Regions from separate parts of the Sus scrofa genome. Here all the other regions are linked to region 4. A link is a contact called in public Hi-C and HiChIP or PLAC-seq data. All regions are on one chromosome and are shown on one strand. The core of a region is the stretch at or near the end of the contact, and the rest is flanking DNA. Distances in the headings are between cores, read along the strand shown. Region 1 holds the start of CDR2 (cerebellar degeneration-related protein 2). Region 2 holds the start of LOC100524613 (cytochrome b-c1 complex subunit 2, mitochondrial). Region 3 overlaps PDZD9 (PDZ domain-containing protein 9). Region 4 holds the start of EEF2K (eukaryotic elongation factor 2 kinase).

Region 1 (3,033 bases), core at 172-2,671, 180 kb before region 4:
CTGGCCTCCCTCAGGGAGTTAAGTATCCAGCATTGCCATCAGCTGTGTAGATCGAAGCTACAGCTCCGATTTGACCCCCAGCCTGGGAACCTCCATATGCCATGGGTGCAGCCCTAAAAAGACAAAATAAATAAATAAATTTTTTAGAAAGCAAAGAAAAAAAAAAAAGATAGTTGGGTGTGATTATTTTCTTTCGGCTAGGGACTAATTTCTCTACCAGAATATTGACAATTAGAGCAGTACAGGCTAGACTAGCTAGACGCACAACCTAGCTTCTGTCTTAGCCTAGCAATAAAAAATTTATCAGTAACATTTTACCTTTTAGCATATTTGGCTTCAGAAGAAAAGAATTTATCAGTTTACCATTTCTGCTTTTATTACTTCTAACACCGTAAGTCCTTCTACGTTTATTAGTGCGCATTCTACTTTAAGAGACAGCACCGTTGTCTGTCAGCTGTGCATTACCGTTACATCAAGGCTGAGAACACTGACCTTCTGGTCTGTAACCCTATTTTAAAATGTCTGTGTTTTGTCTGCACAATGCTGGTGAAATCCACAACCTACCGGCAGTTATTTATTTTGCTATTGTCTTTGGAGACGAGTGTTCACTGCTCTGCTGGCCATCTAGTGCTTCGACTGCATTCTCTGCAGGTGTTAACATTATGACTCCAGAGTCCTGTGATCTGTGAATCTTTTTAAAAGTATGCAAAAATGCCTGCAATTTCTTTCTTTCTTTTTTTTTTAAGGCTAAGTTACCGTCAACTGCACCGGTTCCTGTTTGTCCCCAGATACTCAAGTGGGTTTGAGGCTCACCGTTTCAGGGGGAGTGAGTACAATCCTCAGCTGATTGTACTCAGATATCAAGGAGAAAATAGCTAACAGCCCTAAACTTTCGACCGACCCTCAATTTCTCTGCGTAGAGGAGACCAAATCTGGGCGTGAAAAGACCAGCAGAGGCCGGCGGGACAGCGGATCTCAGGATCCCGGAACCCTTCACGCCGCCTGCCAGCAACTGCCTTATGCTCCGAGGCCAGACTCCCGCCCCTCACGCCCACGCAGCCAGTCCACTGGCCAGCGCGCCCGACACCCACCACAGTGGCCGCTGAGGCCGCCACATCCACACCTGTGTAACGCGAATACGCCCAGTAGCTACTCAAAGCAGAGAGGGGCGGGACCTTCGGCCGCACCCCTTCCCCTTTTCCCGCCTTCTTTGTTTCCCCCGGAGTTCCCATTGGCTGCTTGCCCTTGAAACCCGGCGAACCGCGGGACTGCAGTGAGACGGGATTGGACGATGTCGCTGCCGCTCGGCCGACATCCCTCTCGCGATTGGCTGAGGCGCCGCCGGGGGTTTGAATCGCAGCCCAGATCGGGGAGGGTTCTGCCAAAGTGCCACGTTGGGCCGGGCTGCGGCGTGAGGAGCCGGCTCTGGGCGCCGGCCGGGGCGCTAGCGCCTGGGCGCTGGCCGTTGGGACTCTTTGAGCTGCGCGAGGCGAGTCGGAAAGCCGGTCCGAGGCTTGCGCTGCGAGCCGCCCCGCGGCGGCAGCGGCGGCTAGCTGTGGTCGGACTGCGCGGCAGAGCCAGGGCGGCGGCGCGTCCCGCCCGAGGGCGGCTCTGGCCGAGGGCGGAGGGGCCGGCGGAAAGCCCGGGGCAGCGGCTGAGGCGGGCCGGCGGCGGCGGGGGCCGCTGCCCCCGGAAGAGCCGGCCGAGATGCTGGCGGAAAACCTGGTGGAGGAGTTTGAGATGAAGGAGGACGAGCCGTGGTACGACCACCAGGACCTCCAGCAAGGTGAGGGCGCGGTCGCCTGGCAGGGCCTGGCCGGGGCGCTGCCGGCTCACGGCTTCTCCCGCCGCGAAACTTAAAAAGTTGCTTTTCCTCGGGGCCAACAGATGCCAAGTGCAGGGAAGGTCTGGCGCTCACCTGGTGTTGGGACTGTCGCGCCTGCCCATCCCGCCCCGGGGAACTGCGCTGCGCGGGACTCGGGCTTCTGCGCAGGTACCAATATCAGCATCACCATCATCACCCCTCCTGCTAGCTGGGCGCCAGGCACCGTTTGACGCGCTTTCCCCAGATTAACTGATTTAATCCCCATGGCATTACTCGGAGCAGAGAGGGGAGCCCTTGCTGGGCTCAGGGGCCCCTGCTGCCTCTCCGCCTCCGGGAGAAAACACAGTCGGTGCCAAGTGTGAGCTGCTGCAGGTGGCAGGAACCTTGTCTAGCCCTTTTCACACATTCGATGGGCACCATAACTCCGCGAGAGAGTAACTTGTGTTATCCCCATTTTCCAGATGGGCAAAGCGGAGACTAACGCTGCCAAGTGCCTTCCTCCAGATTAAGTGGGGGAGAACGTATTTATGAAGCCACACACTCAGACTGGGGAGTCGTCGTAGCCTCTGCCCAAACCTTATCTCTTCACCACCTGTTTTACGGCTTTTTCAGTTGCGGGAAAATTTTTGCTTGTGTTCACCAGATGCAAGGGACATGACTTGAGGGCACTTCAGCGGTATTCCCCTTCCTTCAATTTGCACCCTTGCTTTCTAGTTAAAAACAGGTGTTCGTTTAAAACAGGCCCTAGCCTGTCTTGGATTTCTTGTCTCCAGAGAGACACCTTAGAGGGGCCTTCACTTTGGAGCCAATGCCAGTTTTTTGCCTCTTAATAGCAGGGACTTGCAACTGGGGAAGCTGTTGGTGTGCCAGACGCTAACAGGCCCCTTCACACAGGTGCTCGCTCATTTCGTAGGGCAGTGCTATGGCAAAGAAGTACTGAGTACTGCTGTTGGGGGAGCTAGGGTTCCACTCCAAACTCCAAAGTAAACTTTCTCAGCCCTCATCCTGGATGCTGAATACTCCTCAGGAGTTGTGGGTTTTTTGTTTTTTGTTTTTTTGTTTTTTTCTCCAGGCCTCTTCTGTTTCAGCAATGCTGTGCACATCAGCTTTTTCAGCTCTAAACTGGCACAAAAAATTAACACCTCATGTAGTTGACTATTAAATGACCGTGATTGTTTGTTCATGCTAACCATTGAACTTGGGGGCTG
Region 2 (3,209 bases), core at 388-2,887, 250 kb after region 4:
TGCATTCAGCATCAGTGCTGTATTAAGCTGGTTCCTAGTTTCATATAGTTAACCCTCCTAGTGATTTTACTGTTTTATTTTAAAAATTTTTTTAATTTTATTTTTTTTTTTTTTTTTTTTTTTGCTTTTTTAGGGCTGCACTTGTGGCATATCATATGGAGGTTCCCAGGCTAGGGAATCGGAGTTGTAGCTGCTGGCTTACGCTACAGCCACAGCAAGCTCAGTTCTGAGCTGTGTCTACTACCTACACCACAGCTCATAGCAACGCCAGATCCTTAAGCCACTGAGCAAGGCCAGGGATTGAACCTGTGTCCTCATGGATTCTAGTCAGATTCGTTTCCACTGAGCCACGATGGGAACTGAGTATTTTTTTCCTACTGGAAAGTGGAGATGGATGGAATGGAGGAGGAGCTTTGGAGATCTTTGCCCAGTCTAACTGGGTTTTCCTCTAATCACTGGTTTGTCTAGGGGTGTTAGGAAGGGTAAGACAATTGTAGACTAAATTAGGGCTATTTGTACAATTCATAGTTTATCTACTTAAACATTAAGTGCAGAGAAACTCCATTCCCTGGTCTTTTGCACCTCCTTCTATCAGGTTCCTAGGTTACCTTGCAAACCCAGGTAATTTTGGCATTTGGGACTGGACAATTCTTTGCCGTGGATGGCTTTAGGCACTGTAGGATGTTCAGGTGCAGAACTCCCCCACAAGTTGTTACAACCAAAAATGTCTCTAGATATTGCCAACTGTCTCCTAGGAACAAAGGCGGCTTTGCTGAGATTTTTCAATCTGAGAACAAGACCCCCCCCCCATAACTACCGTTCCACACATATAACACTGACACTTAGAGGAGATTTCCCCAGACAACAGCTATGCTTCACTCCGGCTTGGCTTGAATGAGCTTAAGCTCTTGAGGGCAGGCCAAGAACCCCTCCTGGATAAACTCTGACAAGAGATCAAGAAAAGCAGGAGACCACAGTAACAACTTCCAGGCACTGCGAAAAACGCTACAAAGACATTAGCTCATTTCTTCCTTAGGATCATACTCATAAGCCCATTGGAAAAGGTGATGCTCCGTGATACGCCAAGAAGCATACGCCGAGGCTGACGGGTAGGGACGGGGGGCCGAGGCTGACAGGTAGGTCTACGCCGGCCTCCTGCGTCCGAGGTCTGGCGGTCGCCTTCTCCAGCAAAGTGCACTAATGACCTTCAAAGGTCTCCCACGCCCAGTCGCTGCACCTCGGCTCTCAAACCCTCTCCCTCTCTTTCGGTTTTCCGGCATTGGGTCTCCGGTACTCAGACCACGAGCTGTCCTTCGGCCGCCCGACCCACCCAGCCTGCAGACCACTTGGCCGGCAGGGTTCAGCTGAAGGGCAGAACAGAGCCCAAGGCACCGGGACCCCAAACCAGGCACCTCCTGTCCGTATGACCTTGCTAACAAACTGCTCTCCCAACCCTGCCCCAAGCCCGCCGGCTGTGCTCACCGAGAAGGATCCGGCTCTGGTTATAAGCTTCATGGCTTAAGATTGCTCGGACCCGCGGTCACAACCGCCTTACAGGAGAGCAAGATGGTGGCGGAGGGCGGGAATGGCCCAACTCTCCCCGCGACACTCTTTCCCACGCCTACTGAGGGGCCTCTCTACACGACCCGCCTGCGCTCTACTGCTCCCCGGAGGAGGTTGGACCAGTCCAATTCCTCCAAGACGCAGGCTAGGGAGACACATAATTTCGTAAGGAAATATTCAGAAGGCAATTTAAATGACCACTTTTAGATTTCTCTTCCTGGCGCGGATATCCACTCTGTAGTCCTTTTCTACGTCTAGGACAGCCCATCCAGCACCCCCGCCACTTTGGATTCTCCCGATCTGGACTGTCCAATGAAAGAGCCCCTGCCCGGGGCTTTCCCCCCCGCGGCGACTGAGTTCCAGGACTTCCCACTGCCTGGTGGCCGTGGCCTTGGGAGCGGGTCTCCGTGGCTGCCCTGCAGCAAAGGCTTGGACGTAGAAACCTGGTGTGATCGCCTCTCGCTTGAAGTCCTCGCTAGATCATTAGCTCCATGAGAGCAGAGGCCTTACCCAGAGAATTCGCTGTTCTTACTTCCAGATCAGGTCCGGGGAGACTGAAATTTAGGAAATCCTCACAACTAAGGTCTCTACTCTCATGGAATTTATATTCTAGACTGGGATTACGTAGAAAATAAAAACTGAGCTATAGTTTTGTCTTAGATTAAAAATTTTGAATAGTAGTGGTGCGCTCGCGCGAGAGACTGGAACTGAAGGTTGCTTATTGGGAGTCGTGTGACTGGGGGGAAGCGAATTCAGTGCTTTCTTCAACGAGTAGTAACTTAGCCGTTGCCTGTGCCAGACACTATTCTAAAGAATAAGGCATGATCCCTGCCCTTCAGGGACTTAACAGTCTGGTACCCTGCCACTTTGCGTGGTTGGGAAACCAACATCAATATCATTTAGGAGTTTGTTTGAAATGCAGAATCTAGGTTCCATATAGAATCAAAATCTGCACCTTTGCAAGATCCCAAGTTGATTCATATGTGCATTAAAATTTCATAAGGGCTGGTACTGTAGATGTTACAAAGCATACACAAACTTAGGTCTTCTTTGGCTTGTGGGTGAATTGCTCCGCCTTATCTAACAGGAGATACCAGGCGACTTCTAATACCCGGTGGTGAAAATGTGATACACTTACACAGTGATGCATGTGATGATTTTAAGTTGGTACATAAATGAACATTGTTCTATTTTAATAGTTGTATATTTATTTTGAATATTATGGCAAGTAGTGCTGGTAATGAGTTTCTTCTTTTATGACATCAGTGAGTCTTAGAAACAATGCTAAATGTAAAAGCATTAAGTAACTATATTCAGTGTGATGCCTATTTTCTAGAGTTCACAAACAACAAAAACTAACCAGTACAGTAGGTGAACATGTAAATGAAATAAAACCAGAAAAAGGAAAAAAATCTTAATGATTAGTTGAAAAATAACTGGGTAACAAAACACGAACTGTTTGTTCTGAAAATGCTGAAAACTAAAACAATTAAAAAAAAAAAACATAGGAGTTCCCGTTGTGGTGCAGTGGTTAACGAATCCAACTAGGAACCATGACGTTGCGGGTTCGATCCCTGCCCTTGCTCAGTGGGTTAACGATCCGGCGTTGCCGGGAGCTGCGGTGTAGGTTGCAGATGCGGCTCCGA
Region 3 (2,955 bases), core at 424-2,923, 200 kb after region 4:
ATCTCTTGGGATAGAGTGTGTGGAAGGTAATATGGGAAAAAGAATGTGTGTGCGTATATATGTATATGGCTGGGTTTCTATGCTGTACAGCAGAAATCAACACAGCAGTGTAAGTCAGCTATGCTTTAAGAAGAAAAAAAAAAAGCATTTTCTGCCTGGGATGGAGGAAAGGCGGATGGATCCTGTGTGCCAGGCAGTGATGGGCTCCCCTCACAGGACCTTGAATGCCGATGTTCTTTATTCCTGCAAACTCTCACCCTCCTTTCCTGATAGGAAGATGGAGGAAAAGGATGCATTGTATGATAGAATTCGTTTGGTGTCTAGACAGATGCCTTTCCAGACTTGTTGGAGGAGGACAGAGGCACTCTGTCACAAGGAGCCACCTGTAGGAGATGCCTTGTTGTGAGTAACAGGGAACAGGATGACTCTTTTCATTTCATTTCATTCTGTATCAGCCACTACAACACGAGATTTATCCAACAGGAAATCTTCCCTGCTTTATTGTCTGGGTAGAGCCCCAGAAACCGCTGAGTAAGCTGGAACCTGCCGAGTTTACCATGGAAATCTTTGCACAGTGCCTGACACCTGATAGGTGCTTGATTACTCTTTGTTGAAGGCATAAACACGAGAGGCCTAGCCTTTCAGTTTCGTCAGAGTGGGGGTGACAATAGGACCCACCTCAGTACACTGTTTTCAGTTTCTTCTAGAATTTATTTTTGATAATTTATACCTTCCTAAAATTGTTCACTTCGTCTGATTTTTTTGGCGTTCCTGTCGTGGCTCAGTAGTTAACGAACCTGACTGGTATCCATGAGGACTTAGGTTCAATCCCTGGCCTCAGTAGGTAAAGGATCTGGTGTTGCTGCGAGCTGTGGTGTAGGTCACTGATGCAGCTTGGATCTGGTGTGGCTGTGGCTGTGGTGTAGGCCGGCAGCTACAGCTCCTATTTGACCCCTAGCCTGGGAACCTCCATGTGCCTCGGGTGTGGCCCTAAAAAAAAATGACAAAAGACATCTGATTTTTGGGGGGGTGGGGGGCATTCCATGGCACTCCGAAGTTCCCTGGGCAAGGGATCAAACCCAAGTCAGATGAAAACGCCAGATCCTTAACTGCTAGGCCATCAGGGAACTCCCTGTGTTTTTTTAAATCTAAGTTCCAAGAGGCTAGAGCCCTTGTTTGTTTTGTCTGCTGTTGTATCCCCAGCATCAGCACAAACCACAGAGCAGGCTTCCAGTAAATACTTGCTGTATGAGTGAATGTGTGTGGGGGAGGAAGGATTATTTTGGAAAAAAGGAGGAAGAATTAATTCCTCTCCTAATCGTGACTCATTTTTTTCAGGCCACTCTTGGCCTTTTCTCATTCAAAACATCCATGAAAAGCGTGCCGTTCCAAAGCAGTTGGCGCAGTTGATGTAACAATATTTAAAAATACCATTATTGGAGAGCAGCAGGGGATTCTGTGCTCTTTTAAGAGCTAGCTAGGATCTTCCTCTGCTGACAACCTCACCTCTTTGAGAGACTCTCTCATGGGCTTCCTCCACCCTCTCCATTTTTCAGCAGTTTCCCAAGAATGGGTGACGAACCCCACGGTGGGCCAAGCACTGTGCGACTCCCCGCAGAAGTATTGTTTTTCTCCACCAAAGTTTTCCTGCACTGCATTTTCCAGGGTCCTCGGAGCGGAGCGCCGCACTTCTGGACAGCGTGGTCGCAGCGCCCCCTGGGGGCCGGCCCGAGATCTCGCCGCCCGTAGTCGGGCCCGCCGCGCCCCGGCTCCGGCAAGGTTCGAAAGCAGTTGGGAGTTGGACCGGCTCCAGCTTTGGCTCCGGGAGGCCCTCCTGAGCGGCCTGCCCTCCCGGGGCTATGAAGAAGCCTGTTCAGAAAAGCGCTAAAGGTAACTCCCCCCCCCTCTGTAAAACGGGACCATCACACTCAGCCTGGCACACAGCCTCTCACCAACATTTGTTTACCAGACTGTAATTTACATACAGTAAGAGCCTCCCCTTTTCAGCGGACAGCTCTGTGAGTTTTAACAATCATATACCCGTGTTTAACCACTGCCACAAACAAGATGTAATTTCCACCACCCTCCAAATTACCTCGCGATGCCCATTCGCTGCCCATGCCTCTCGCCACCCCAGCTCCTGATCTGTTTTCTACGGTTTCGCCCCTGCCACGGAGAATGTTACAAAACCGGAATCATGTCATATGGAGTCTTTTGAGTCTGGCTTCTTTAACTTCACCCCGCTGTCTTTGGAGACTGGGCTTCATCGTAGATTATATCATAAGCACCTTTAATTTGCAAACTGAGGTTGGGACTCAGACCCTGGCTGTGATGCCAGTTCTCTGATTGCTCAGGAAAACCAGAGACTCAAGGAGAGGATAACTGGTTCCAAATCGCTCCTATAATCCTGCAAAGGCTCTGAAGATGGTACCTTCTCATTCTGGGTTACCTTGTTTTCTGGACAGAAAGCATCCGTGGTCTCCAGGAGGGGGAGGTTGGAGATAAGCAAGGACCCTTGCTTGGAGTTGAAAGGGCCATGAGCCAGCCAGCTCCCCGCAGCTGGAGGTGTGGGACAGGGGGAGCCCCTCCTTCACCGGTGAGGAGGACACCTGAGCCCCCAAATACCACAGGCACATAGATTTGGCAAAGGCTTGGCAAGTAGTAACTTGTCACTTCTCCTTAAGTGTGTGTGTATGAGATGCTGAAAGAGTGTGCTGAAAGTTGCCCCAGAAGCCTCCTGTGAACTGAAAATGAGTCTTTTCAGAAGCTTCCTCTTGGGAAAATAACTTGCTGTTTGAAATTACTCCTCAGGCTTTGAAACTTTGCTTGTGTGATTCAGTTCTGTAAAAAACATATTTCACCCCCTCCCTACCCATGGCCCTGGATTTTTCTCCCAAATGCTTTTTTCCCCTACTGCTTATCTCCACTGACATTGTCATGACATGCTTGGGTAAA
Region 4 (3,048 bases), core at 139-2,638:
CAAAGAACTTGAGAGGAAAGGGAGGCGGCAATCCCAACCATGTTACACCTGAATTCCCGTCATCAAGCAATATATTTGTTGAATACACACGTGAGCCAAAAGAATGAATGTGAGGTGTTGTGGAGCCCACAGAGGGAGAAGACACCTGCACAACTCCACCCCTATACCCTTCCTCCTCCCACTGGCATCCTTTCCAGCTCAGCTCAAGCATCACTTTCTTCAGGAAGTCTTGCCCAATAACCTTCCCCCCAACACACACACACACAGCGTTTGCTCTCCGCTCTCACCTGCTCGCTCTATATTCCCACAGTTCCGGGTATCTGCCCTTGGCTCATTCTGAGCCTCAAGTTCCTCCTCCGTAAAATCAGAGGGGGTGGACAATGTCCTGGCTGATGGGCCCCAAGGCAGGCAGCTTCCAGGGTGGAGGTCCCAGAAGTCAGGCTCTCACACCGCGTCCCCACGGGGCAGACGGAGCAGCCCCCCTCCCTCTCACTAGCCGGACAACCAGGCTGGTTCCCCGCGTTCCCCCAGGCCCGCGGAGCGGATCTAGGCCGGGACTCACCCGGTAGGCTCCCGCCCCCGCGTCGCCGCCCGCATATTAATGCCCAGTCTCTTGGCGCACACGTCCCCGGAGACTGCCAACACCCGAACTCCCGCAGCCAACAATGCAGCAAGGGCGCGTCTACACTGTCCTCGGGGTTCTGGGAATTAGGGCCTCTTGTTCGGGGGCCGGGGAAGGGGACGTGGCTCTGGGCCCTGCAGGGGAAGGAAGGCAGGGCTGTCCCCACCCTCTGCGGGCCCCGAGGCGCCCCGGCTGGCGGCCCCCAAGCTGCCTCTCCCACACCATCACGTGCCGAGTAGTTTTCCTATAGTCACTGCCGTGAATCTGCACGACGGCCCCATTTTACAGAAGCAAACACTGAGCCCCGAAGAGCCTAACCCTCACCCGTCCCTTCCGCCTGGGTCCTCACTTTTAAGCCCCAGCCTGTTTGCAGCGCCCGATCCCGGCTCTCAGAGCCAACCGCCACCCCACCTACCTGCTCCGGGCGGACAGGCGAGGCAGCCGCTGCTCACGGCCGCGAGGATCCAGAGGAGCTGGCAGAAGCTCGTGGCCCGGTGCTCCAGGGTGCAGGGCGGGCGGGCCCCCCGAGAGCGCCGGGGAGCGGAGAGCCGGGCGCGCAGGCGGGCGCTCCAAGGAGGCAGCTGCGGCCGCCGGACCGATCCCGGGGCGCAAGGGGGCACGCGGGGCTGCTGGAAGGATCCCGTGTGCTGGGGGCGCGTTCCAAGGGCGCGGGCGCAGACCACTGTCTGCGGAGCTGGGGCGGCTGCAGCGCTGGGTGTGCGGGCGGCGGATCCCCACTGGAGCCGAGCTGGAGCTGGGGCTTGGGTAGGAGGAGGCAGGCAGGGGCGGGGCCACGGCCGGGCGGGCACTCGGTGCATCGTTCACGTGGCCGCCCTCCCGTGGCCGTCACCGCTTTTGCAGCCGCCGCGTGGACCTGCCGGCGCTCCGTCCCCAGCTCCCCAGCCTGCTGAGTATACGGCTTCAGGGCCCATCGGGTGGGGAGGGCCTGGCACTGACCCGCCAAGGGACAGCCAACTCCTCCCTTGCGCACCGCACCTTACCATCCTCCATAGCTGGCTGCCTCGTTCTGTATTCAAGTCCTTTCCAAAGAGTGATCGCATGTCGTCGTTGGTACTTCTCTAAGCATAACCTTAAAATATTTTTATCAAGAATGGATCGCCCCCCCATCCCACCCCGGATTTCTGCTTCGTAAAAACTTAGGCGCTTATGACTACGGCAATCATGTGTATAATTTTTCTATTCTTTATTTTTGTCTTTTTAGGGCCCCACCCACTGGCATATGGAGGTTCCCAGGCTAGGCCTCTGAGCCGAGCTAAGGCTGCTGGCCCACGCCACAGCCACAGCATCGCTGGATCTGAGCCACGTCTGCGACCTACACCACAGCTCACGGCAATGCCAGATCCTTAACCCACTGAGTGAGCCAGGGATCAAACCTGCCACCTCATGGTTCCTAGTTGGATTTGTTTCCGGGGCGCCACGTCAGGAACACTAACTTTTAAATGTTTTCAATTTATAATGTTGTGCCAATTTCTGCTGTACAGCAAAGCAACCCAGTCACACATGTACATACATTCTGTCTCTTATATCATCTTCCATGGTGTCTATCTCAAGAGACTGGATACAATTCTCTATGCTATACAGTAGGAATGTGTATAATTGTTTAATATCATCTCTAGAGGTCCCTGACCTGCCTAGTACATTGCTGTCTGTATTCCTGTTAGCACATGGCCTGGCACATAGTAAGTGCTTAATAAATGCCTGTGATATGAATGAATAGATATGAAAAGTTATAAAGAAGAAAAGGCAATAAAACGAATGATAACTACTGTGCACACATGGATATTCTTCCAGATAAACCTTCTAGGGAAATTTTAGAAATTTCACAACTCTTAGAAATAAAAGTAACAGTGATGTTTATCGAGTGATTTATCTCATTCCTCTTCACACCAACCCTAGAGGTAGGTCTCACTAGCTTTACTCTACAGATCATAAAAATGAGGCTTTAACAAATACCGTAGGATGTCGCTTATATCTGGAATCTAATATACGGCACAAATGAAGCTTGTCACAGAAAAGAAATGCATGGACTTGGAGAACAGACTTGTGGTTACCAAGGTGGGGGAGGGAGTGGGATGGACTGGGAGCTTGGGGTTCATAGATGCAAACTACTGCATTTGGAGGGGATAAGCAATGAGATCTTGCTGTGTAGCACAGAGAACTATATCTAGTCACTTGTGATGGACATGATGGAGGATAATGTAAGAAAAAGAATATACGTGTGTGTGTATGTGACTGGGTCGCTTTGCTGTACAGTAGAAAATTGACAGAACACTGTAAACCAACTACAATGGAAAAAATAAAAATGATTTTTAAAAATGAGGCTTTAGAGATACATTTGCCCAGCAGATGTCCAAGGTGGCTCTTCTTGGTAAAGGGCATCTTTATTTCAGGGCTCCTGCTGGTTT

Evidence for each region. A called contact is a pair of places that touch in the nucleus more often than the background predicts. HiChIP or PLAC-seq counts read pairs in DNA pulled down with a chosen protein or histone mark.
Region 1: a Hi-C map of skeletal muscle shows a contact between it and region 4, with 5 times the contacts expected there. The contact joins the promoter of CDR2 here to the promoter of EEF2K in region 4. A contact is called at or near these places in 11 of 47 Hi-C or Micro-C datasets (alveolar macrophages, embryonic fibroblasts, fetal heart ventricle and 6 more) and 2 of 2 datasets of contacts at active chromatin or transcription factors (alveolar macrophages and skeletal muscle).
Region 2: a contact with region 4 is called in an H3K27ac HiChIP or PLAC-seq map of skeletal muscle. The contact joins the promoter of LOC100524613 here to the promoter of EEF2K in region 4. A contact is called at or near these places in 1 of 47 Hi-C or Micro-C datasets (skeletal muscle) and 2 of 2 datasets of contacts at active chromatin or transcription factors (alveolar macrophages and skeletal muscle).
Region 3: a Hi-C map of retroperitoneal adipose tissue shows a contact between it and region 4, with 1.8 times the contacts expected there. The contact joins the enhancer-like site here to the promoter of EEF2K in region 4. A contact is called at or near these places in 4 of 5 promoter capture datasets (fetal liver, fetal skeletal muscle and liver), 25 of 47 Hi-C or Micro-C datasets (adipose tissue, alveolar macrophages, blood and 17 more) and 2 of 2 datasets of contacts at active chromatin or transcription factors (alveolar macrophages and skeletal muscle).

The regions. Positions count from the first base shown.
Region 1 is chr3:23,795,382-23,798,414 of Sscrofa11.1, forward strand. CDR2 (cerebellar degeneration-related protein 2) reads left to right here and starts at 1,422. Exons shown (of 5, transcript XM_021086479.1): 1 at 1,422-1,786. The coding sequence starts at 1,708.
Region 2 is chr3:24,227,194-24,230,402 of Sscrofa11.1, forward strand. LOC100524613 (cytochrome b-c1 complex subunit 2, mitochondrial) reads right to left here and starts at 1,638. Exons shown (of 14, transcript XR_002342381.1): 1 at 1,483-1,638.
Region 3 is chr3:24,181,603-24,184,557 of Sscrofa11.1, forward strand. It overlaps PDZD9 (PDZ domain-containing protein 9), which reads left to right. Exons shown (of 5, transcript XM_021086490.1): 2 at 1,666-1,890. The coding sequence starts at 1,860. Among named protein-coding and RNA genes, the nearest start is that of PDZD9, 6.8 kb to the left of the region's middle. Within about 2 kb of position 1,674, at least 37 of the 83 cell types and tissues checked have an H3K27ac peak or open chromatin away from gene starts, as enhancers often do. A contact at or near this core is called in adipose tissue, brain, embryonic fibroblasts and 6 more, where this site is marked.
Region 4 is chr3:23,978,843-23,981,890 of Sscrofa11.1, forward strand. EEF2K (eukaryotic elongation factor 2 kinase) reads right to left here and starts at 1,389. Exons shown (of 19, transcript XM_003124551.6): 1 at 1,038-1,389.